2 separate regions of the Mus musculus genome follow, and region 1 is linked to region 2. The links are chromatin contacts, called in public HiChIP or PLAC-seq maps. All regions are on one chromosome and are shown on one strand. Each heading gives the region's core, a stretch centred on a gene start, on an enhancer-like site or on the middle of the called end of the contact. The rest is flanking DNA. Distances are from core to core; before and after follow the strand shown.

What was found. HiChIP or PLAC-seq counts read pairs in DNA pulled down with a chosen protein or histone mark.
Region 1: a contact with region 2 is called in a FOXA1 HiChIP or PLAC-seq map of pancreatic cancer cells. The contact joins two enhancer-like sites.

Annotation. Positions count from the first base shown.
Region 1 is chr11:116,218,113-116,222,222 of GRCm38.p6, forward strand. Evpl (envoplakin) reads right to left here. Exons shown (of 22, transcript NM_025276.3): 22 at 2,447-4,110. The coding sequence ends at 2,643. It also overlaps the pseudogene Cdk3. Among named protein-coding and RNA genes, the nearest start is that of Gm33250, 5.1 kb to the right of the region's middle. Within about 2 kb of position 1,984, at least 134 of the 459 cell types and tissues checked have an H3K27ac peak or open chromatin away from gene starts, as enhancers often do. A contact at or near this core is called in pancreatic cancer cells, where this site is marked.
Region 2 is chr11:115,751,638-115,755,945 of GRCm38.p6, forward strand. No RefSeq gene overlaps it. Among named protein-coding and RNA genes, the nearest start is that of Tmem94, 12 kb to the right of the region's middle. Within about 2 kb of position 2,029, at least 34 of the 459 cell types and tissues checked have an H3K27ac peak or open chromatin away from gene starts, as enhancers often do. A contact at or near this core is called in pancreatic cancer cells, where this site is marked.

The DNA of each region.
Region 1 (4,110 bases), core at 734-3,233, 470 kb after region 2:
TTCCGGGTGACTCAGAGATTGACCAGCTCTTTCGGATCTTTCGCACCCTGGGGACCCCCAGTGAAGCCACATGGCCCGGAGTCTCCCAGATGCCTGACTATCAGAGTAGCTTCCCCAAATGGAGCAGGAAGGGGCTGGAGGAAATCGTGCCTAGTCTGGGACCAGAAGGCAAGGACCTGCTCCTGGTAGGTACCAATAAACAAGGACAGCATCCTAGCAGCAGCAGAAGGTCCCCTGTTTCAAGCCACCCTCTTATGTAACTAGTCAAGTGAGACTGGACTCCTCTGACCTTTGTAAACACTTGGCTTGTCTCTATATATCCGGTCAGGAGCCGCTCTCCTGATAAATCCAATGTCCACTCTCCCTTTTGAAACTCCTCAAAAGTAGTTAGCTTTGGCTTTGTGCCTTGGCTGTTGTTTTGTGTCTGACTCTCTTGTGGGTTTCCTGCCCCATCTGGGTGGAGCAGTTCTCTGAGCAGAGGCCACACCTCCTCCTGCCTCAGTGTCCCCCATAGCACCTCTCTCACAGGTCAGTCTCCACATAGGACTGGCTGTGCAGGGCAGCTCTTCCCTACCTGTGGACCACTGGCTCCCTACTGATGATGCTTCAGCTGCCTCCTGGGCCTCAGAGCCAGCCCTGTTTGCTCACAAGCATGATGTCCCCATTTCTGGGTTTGCCCATGCTGGGCCAGGGAAGAAAGGGCAGGGCCGCCATCGAGGCCAAAGTGACCTCACCAGAAGGCTATGTGTGCTGCCTAGCAACCTAGCGCCAGCAGGATGGCAGGCACTTCCTGCTAAAGCCACTTTTCCTTCAAATGCTGTTTCCTGGCACCCTGCCTGGGTTATGTGTGTGACTACAGAGAGTGAGCTGCATAGGCCTGCTCTTAGGCTGTTAGCTCCTCCTCCACTTGTTCTGTCTATCCTGCCCCAGCACAAGTGCGCACTCTTTGGACATCTGTTCTCAAGCAGGAGCAGGTGGAACCATGAATCATAGGCCTGGACTCAAAAACTAACTGTTTAACCTCAGTTCTGGGAGCGTCCAGACCTGGCTTAAACGCTGGGGAACTCAGGCTAAGATGGTTCAGTTGGCAACGTGCTTGCCATATAAACATGAGAGCTTGGCTTCAGATCTGCAGAACCACACAAAGCCTGGGGGTAGGGTGGCTCAGTGGGTAAGGCTCTTGAGGCCCAGTCATGGTACCTAAAGCTGAACACAGAAGCAGGAGTCTGTAACTCCACTGCTCCAAGGGCAGGATGGGGGCCTGAGACAGGGGGATCCCTGGAGCTCACAGGTCAGCTAGCCTGGCCTATGCAGTGCTGGCAAACAAAGAGGCCCTATTTGGGGGCTGGAGAGATGGCTGCTCTTGCAGAGTTCAGTTCCCAGCACCCATACCAGGAGTCTCATAGTCAACTCTAATTCCAGTTTGGGGGGAGGGGGGGACCTGCTTTTCAGGCATGGCTCTCCCTCCCCCTGGGACCTGTTGAAGGGACTCCCTCTCTACCCTGATTTCACCCAACAGTCTCTTGTCCTTCCTCCCCCAGCGACTCCTGCAGTATGACCCCAGCCAGCGGATCTCAGCCAAGACTGCCCTGGCCCATCCCTACTTCTCTCCTGGACACTCCCTAGCACCCCAACAATGTACAGCAGGGCGTTCCTCCCGCTGAGAACACGTATGTGGGGCCCACCACCTCACACCCTCGCCAGCTGCCTCCCTCCCTTTCTGCCTTTCTGGGGAAGAACAGACCCTGAGGGGCTTGGGTTCATGTCGTCTACAGGTTGGCAAGTTCCTGTATTGTTTGTTGGATTTAATGGAGCACTTTCGAAAGGCATGCAGGTGCTCCCTGCCCAATTGGGGGCAGGGCACAGAACTCCTCTGAATGACCAGACAGTAGGTGTCAGGTTAGATAAGAGACCCTAGCCCTTCGCCTTCACTGCACAGCTGCAGAGCATGGCCCCTGAGAGAGGGTGCCCTCTGCTGGTCTTTTGGTTTAGGCTGTTGGGAGAGTTGAATTCCAGTTCAGAGGACCTAGTTAAACAGGAGGAGGGGCAGGGCAGTTCTCTGATCCTAAGAGTGGTTACAACACCTGAGGGTGTTCTAAGTAGTCGCGTCATCAAAAATAGGCAGTTGATGTCCTTCTGTGTGACACATGGAAAATAAATGTAACTTCTTCCTGAGCTTTTGGTGTCAATCTTCGTATGGGGGACATGGTCTGACAACAAAGGGAAGCTCTCCACAGAGAGCTAGAGGCAGTTCTGGCAGGAACTGAGGGGCTATGGGGCTTCCAGGGTCTCCTTTCATGACCTTCTGTTTCTCAGGCAGGTGAGCTGGGCACATCTACCCCACACAACACATACTTTGGGGTGGGGGAATCCCCAAGCAGTACTGCTTCTGGGCTCACACCCCAGACACACTGACCCCGCAACCCCAAATGAGAGGAGACTCGGCACAGAGATAATCCATTTATTAGAAGCACGGGGTGGGGAGGAACAACGGAACTTCCCATATTTGGGGACAGAGCCCAACACCACAAACGATTGCGCAGTGAGGTGGACACTCAGGAGGAGGACCCGCTGCCTCGGATTACGCAGCTCCAGGGCAAGGTGACGTGTGCATTCTCCCTCCCCCTCTGCAGAGCCCCTCATCAACGCACACAGGATCTTGGCAGGGTGGGGGAGGCCGCGCGGTAGCAGCGATAGCCTTCTAGCATGGCGGGGAGCAGTAGTAGGCCACTTAGAGGATCTTTGCGGCAGCGCCCCATGGCCTCCTTGTAGCTCAGCCTCTCCTTGGTGATGGGGTCTGTCAGATCCTTCTCGTAGCCGGATTCATCTTGCAGGAGCTGGCCCAGGTCTTCGCTGATCATCCCGCAGAGCACAGCCTGAGGGACGGGGATGCGTCCCGTCCTCTTGGGGTCGATGAGGCCCCCAGTCAGGTGCTGTACCAGCAGGTGGGGAAGCACGCTTTCCTGGGGCATCCAGCCCTTCTGGATGGCCTCACCCACCGACAGCCTCTTCCTGGTGACAGGGTCCTCGATGCCGGTGAAGGCCTTCTGAGCATTGAGCAGCCGTTGAGTGGAGGTGTTCTCAATGAGTCCCCGCTCCACCGCCTTGTGTACGGAGTACCGTTCTCGGCTAAGAAGGTCAACAATGCCTCCCGTGGCTGCCTGGGCCTCCAACAGCTTCTGCCCAGTGATAGGATCCAGCATGTTCTTGGCCACAGCTGCCTTGATGCTACACTTGTTGTCTGTGGTTGTATCGTAGATCCCCGCGATGGGGAAGCTATCCTCAGTGAGCCCAAAAGAGAGGCCTGGGGAGAAGAAGCCGGTACTCTGGGGGCCTGGGGAGCAGACTGGAGACTTGGAGATGATGGACCCAATGGAGAGTGAAGAACTCGGCTTGGTCTCCCCTGCCACAAGCAGGGCAAACTCGGAGATGGGGAGGCGGCCATCTTTGTACCTGTGGTACTCTTCTTTGGAAATGCGGCGGCAGCGGAGGGCGGCCTCGATGGAGTATTGCTTCCCGCTCTTGCGGTCCAGGAGCACAGACTCCTCCCCGCAGGGGCTGGAGGTTGTGACTTCTTCCCAGTCACACTCCAGCTCCTGCAGCTGGAGATACTGGCCTCTGTCGATGACACCCCTCTTGTAGGCCTCGTAAGGAGACATGTCATTGCCGGTCTCCGGTTCCAAGATGCAGATCTTGGTGGAGAGGTTGGTCTCCCGGGTCTGGGTCTCCTGGTTGAGCTCCTCCCGGCTCACCTTGGTGTGCAGGTCCCTGAGGGTCCTCTCTTTCTCGTAGATCTTGTCCTTTTCCTGGAGAATGGCAGCCTCGAGCTGCGTGACCGCCTGGCTCCGCTGGGCGGCCTTCTGGCGCTCGCTCTCCGTCTTCTGGCTAAGCAGCCTCCCCTCCTCCTGTAGCTGCCGGGCTTTCTGCTGTTTCTGCTGCTCCAGCTCCCGCAGCTGTCTCTGCAGCCGCCCGCAGTCCTGGCTTGCCTGGTCCCGGGCCCTCTGGAGCTCAGCTTCCTCGCGGGACCAGGACCTCCTCAGAGCCTCGGCTCGGTCGATCCGCTCCTGCAAGCTCCGGACATCCTCCTCCCGGCCCTTGCGGGCTGCGCGC
Region 2 (4,308 bases), core at 779-3,278:
CTTTCTTTCTTTCTTTCTTTCTTTCTTTCTTCCTTTCTTCCTTTCTTCCTTTCTTCCTTCCTTTCTCTCTCGCTTTTCCTCTTTCTTTCTTTGAGGTAAGATCTCATATAGCCCAGGCTGGCCTCTAACTCACTATGCCACTGAAGGGCCATCTTGTCTTCCAATTCTCCTGCCTCTACCTCTCAACTGCTAGTATCACAGGTCTGCACCAGCAATACGGGCTGACAAAACCCAGGCTTTGGCCATGCTAGGCAAGCTCTCTACCAGCTGAGCTCCACCCACAGCCCTCTTTCTTCTTTTATAGGACATCCTGTTCTTGCTTGGCTGTACATTCTGCCAGCATTTGCAAGTGGTGGTAGGAGGGTCGGAACTTCACAGTCATCTTAGATAAGTAAATAAGAAGCCAGCCTGGGCTACAGTATGAAACCAAACCAAACTGAAACAAACAAACAAACAAACAAACAAACAAACAAACAATAATGTGCAGGGGTAATGGGTGTGGCATTAATCCCACTACCCAGGAGACAGAGAAAGTTCAAAGTTAGCCTGGTCTGCACAGAAACTTTCAGGACATCCAAAGCTACATACAGATACCTTGTGTCAAAATGAAACAAACAAACAAACAAACAAACAAAACAAAACAAAACCAAATAATAACAAAAACCCACTACCAGGAACAAAATCCAAAACCTGATTACCTGAGTTCCGTTCTCAAACCCACAGTGAATGAGAGGACTGGTTATTTATTTATTTATTTATTTATTTATTTATTTATTTATGTATTTAAAAACATGTACCATGTACCATGGAGCTCATGTGCACCCCAAAATAAGAACAAATTAAATTTAAAAAATCACCACTGGTCGGGTGGGTAGTGTTGGCGCATGCCTTTAATCCCAGCACTCAGGAGGCACAGGCAGGTGGATCTCTGGGAGTCTCAGGCTAGCCTGGTCTACAAAGTCAGTTCCAGGACAGTCCAGGGACAGTGAGATCACCACATCAAAAACTCCATCAGCATTCCCCGCACTTGAAACTAACCACTCCAAAACTGCAGGCATCCTGCGTGCTAGTAGTTGTCTATCTTTTCCCAGGTCAGTCCCATCACCCAGGGAGGAGCCCTCCTCAGCTCTGCCTCTCTCCTGCTCTGGCTGTGGCCCTGGCAACGCTGTCCCCAGCAGATGGGCGGAGAGAAAGAGACTGTGTAGACTCATGAATTATTAATACTGTTTTCTGCCAAAGTTATAACGCAGGCGGTGAGCACGGTGATACATTTATCCACAGGCAGTTGTGAAAAAACAGAGGGACAAGGCCTGCCTGATCTGAACAGGTGATAAGGAGCCAATTGGGAAGCAAAGAGGCCAGGAAGGACATTTCAGGGACAAGGAACAGCACCAGCCAAGACCTCAAGATCACAGTAGTAGCCTTTGAGGTTAGAAAGCAAGGACTAAGAACACAGAGGTGGCTCCTTCTTGTGTAAGAATGCTGAGCGCTAAGCCTTTAATCCCAGCACTCGGGAGGCGGAGGCAGAGGCAGGCAGATTTCTGAGTTCGAGGCCAGCCTGGTCTACAGAGTAAGTTCCAGGATAGCCAGGCTACACAGAGAAACCCTGTCTCGGGAAAAAAGAAAAAAAAAATGCTGAGGGCTAAAAAAGAGACAGAGGTGAGAAACCTCTCCTGGAAGGCCTTAGACCTCTTCCCGGGGCTATCTTAGAGAGATGAAAGACACTTCAGAAAAATGAAGGATTGTACAGTTAGCTGCTTGGGAGGGCTAGCCTTAAAAGACACAGCTAGAGGCCCCCAGAGCAATGGGGAGGCTGTGCACTGTGCTCTAGAATATGTCATTGGCATGTTTGTGAATGAGTCATTTACTCTTTCAGCAGGGTTTTTTTTGGGGGGGGGATGGGGAGAGAGGAAATTGACTTAGGGAGAATGTCCGGAGCAAAGGGGTGTCTCACAGACCTTTAACCTGTCAGTCACTCAGCTCACGTTCACTGAAGCAATGTTCAAAAGGTCTATAAATGGTGCCCAGAGACATATATGACTCAGAGGGGCCAAGGTACAATAGGAAGTGGAGCTGGGGATGGCAATGATGCACACCCTTAGTCTCAGCACTCGGGAGGCAGAGGCATGGGGATCCCTGTGAGTTTGAGTCAGTCTGGTCTCCAAAGTGAGTTCCAGGTCAGCGAGGGCTACACAGTGACCCTATCTCAAACAAAACAAAACAATATGAAGTGGGGTAATATATTGGCTAGTTTTATGCCAGTTTGACACAGAGTCATCAGAGAGGAGGGAGTCTTAATTGAGAAAATGCCTCCATGAGATCAGGCTGTAGGCAAGCCAGTAGGACATTTTCTTAGTGATTGATGGGGGAGGCTCCAGCCTATTGTGCCTGGAGCCATCATCCCTAGGCTGGTGGTCCTGGCTTCTATAAAAAAGCAGGCTGAGCAAACCATGAGAAGCAAGCTAGTAAGTAGTACCGCTCCATGGCCTCTGTATCAGATCCTGTCTCTAGGTCCTTGCCCTACTTGAGTTTCTGTCCTGACTTTGTTTGATGATGAATTGAGATGTGGAAGCATAAGCTGATTAAACCCTTTCCTTCCAAGTTACTTTGGTCATGGAGTTTTATCATAGCTATAATAACTCTAATTTAGGGAGCTGGCTCAGTGGTTAAGAGCATTGACTACTCTTCCAGATGTCCTGAGTTCAAGTCCCAGCAACCACATGGTGCCTCACAAGCATCTGTAATGGGATTAGATGTCTCTTCTGGTGTGTCTGATGACAGCTAAAGAGTACGAATATATACATAAAATAAATAAATCTTAAAGAATTAAAAAAAAAAAACTCTAATTAGGACAAGTTGGTATAAGAAGTGGGGTATTGCCATGACAGACCTGAACATATTTCTGAGAGAAGTGGGAAGAAGGACTTTGGAACTTTGGGCTAGAAAAGCCATTGAGTGCTGAGAGCCCAGTGAGCTGTCCTGTAGGAGCCTCGGTAGTAAGAATGTGGAGAGCATTGGAGACGACGGAGGCCTGGCTTGTGACATTTCAGAGGGAAGCAAAGACCCTACACGCAGTTTATGTGATGAGTCTGTGGTGTTTGTTTAGCCGGGGCTGAGGAATCAGCTGTGGTTAAGAAGAGACCAATGCCATTAGGTTGAAATCTGGGAAGTGTTTCCAGAGAGAACATAGGAGCTGTGTTCCAGAGGCAGTCAAGGTTGTACCTCTTGCTGGCAGCTAAACTTGGTCGTATTAAGAGTTACTGTTATTAGACGCGTTCTCACGACCGGCCAGGAAAGACGCAACAGACCAGAATCTTCTGCGGCAAAGCTTTATTCTTACATCTTCAGGAGCCAGGGTGCAGGAAGCAAGAGAGCAAGAAGCAAGAGAGAGAGAAAACGAAACCCCGTCCCTATTTTAGGAGAATTCTCCTTCGCCTCGGACGTGTCACTCCCTGATTGGCTGCAGCCCATCGGCCGAGTTGACGTCACGGGGAAGGCAGAGCACAAGTAGTCATAAGATACCCTTGGCACATGCGCAGATTATTTGTTTACCACTTAGAACACAGGATGTCAGCGCCATCTTGTAACGGCGAATGTGGGGGCGGCTCCCAACATCTCCCCCTTTTCTTTTAATAAGAGCAAATAGGCCACCCATATTAATGAGAGTGGAGATAGAGGTCAAATCCCCAGTGTGTAGGTAAAGGAGCCATGTACAGGATTAGCTCTTAGGCTTACAGGCTTTTACCCAGAGCAACCCTGACCTGCTCCCGTGTCGTTTTGCCTGGGGGAAGGGAACTAGGACACTGAACCTTCATGAAAGATGACATGTCTCCCTAGAATAGGCTCATATATGCCGCAGAGCCTTTCCATTGCAGTGCTTAGCCTTGCAACTCTCTCGGGCTGCTGAAGCACACTCACTCTATCCCGTGCAATGAGACTAGCCTCATGGGATATAAGAGCTGAGTGGCCAGCGACCTATTGCCTAAGCATAGATAACCATATATCAGGGGGAGCTCCATGTTCTAGTCCTGCAAGCGCCTGGGCAATAACCACCTTGTCTCTCCTAGTTTGGGCCTTAAGCTTACAGACCAATCAAAGAAGCAACACTAATCCACAGCAAAGTGTATCTCCAAATAATATTAATCCCACCCAATTTTTTAAAGAAAGAAAATGCTGAGGAGATCCAATTGGGTAATCCTTTGGTCAGGGACAGGTCCAAGCGCGTGGAGTTGACCTGAAGTCTCAATTCCCGAAGGATCTGTTCAAATTCAGCCATCCAATTCTGTAACATATACTGAAAAAGACTTT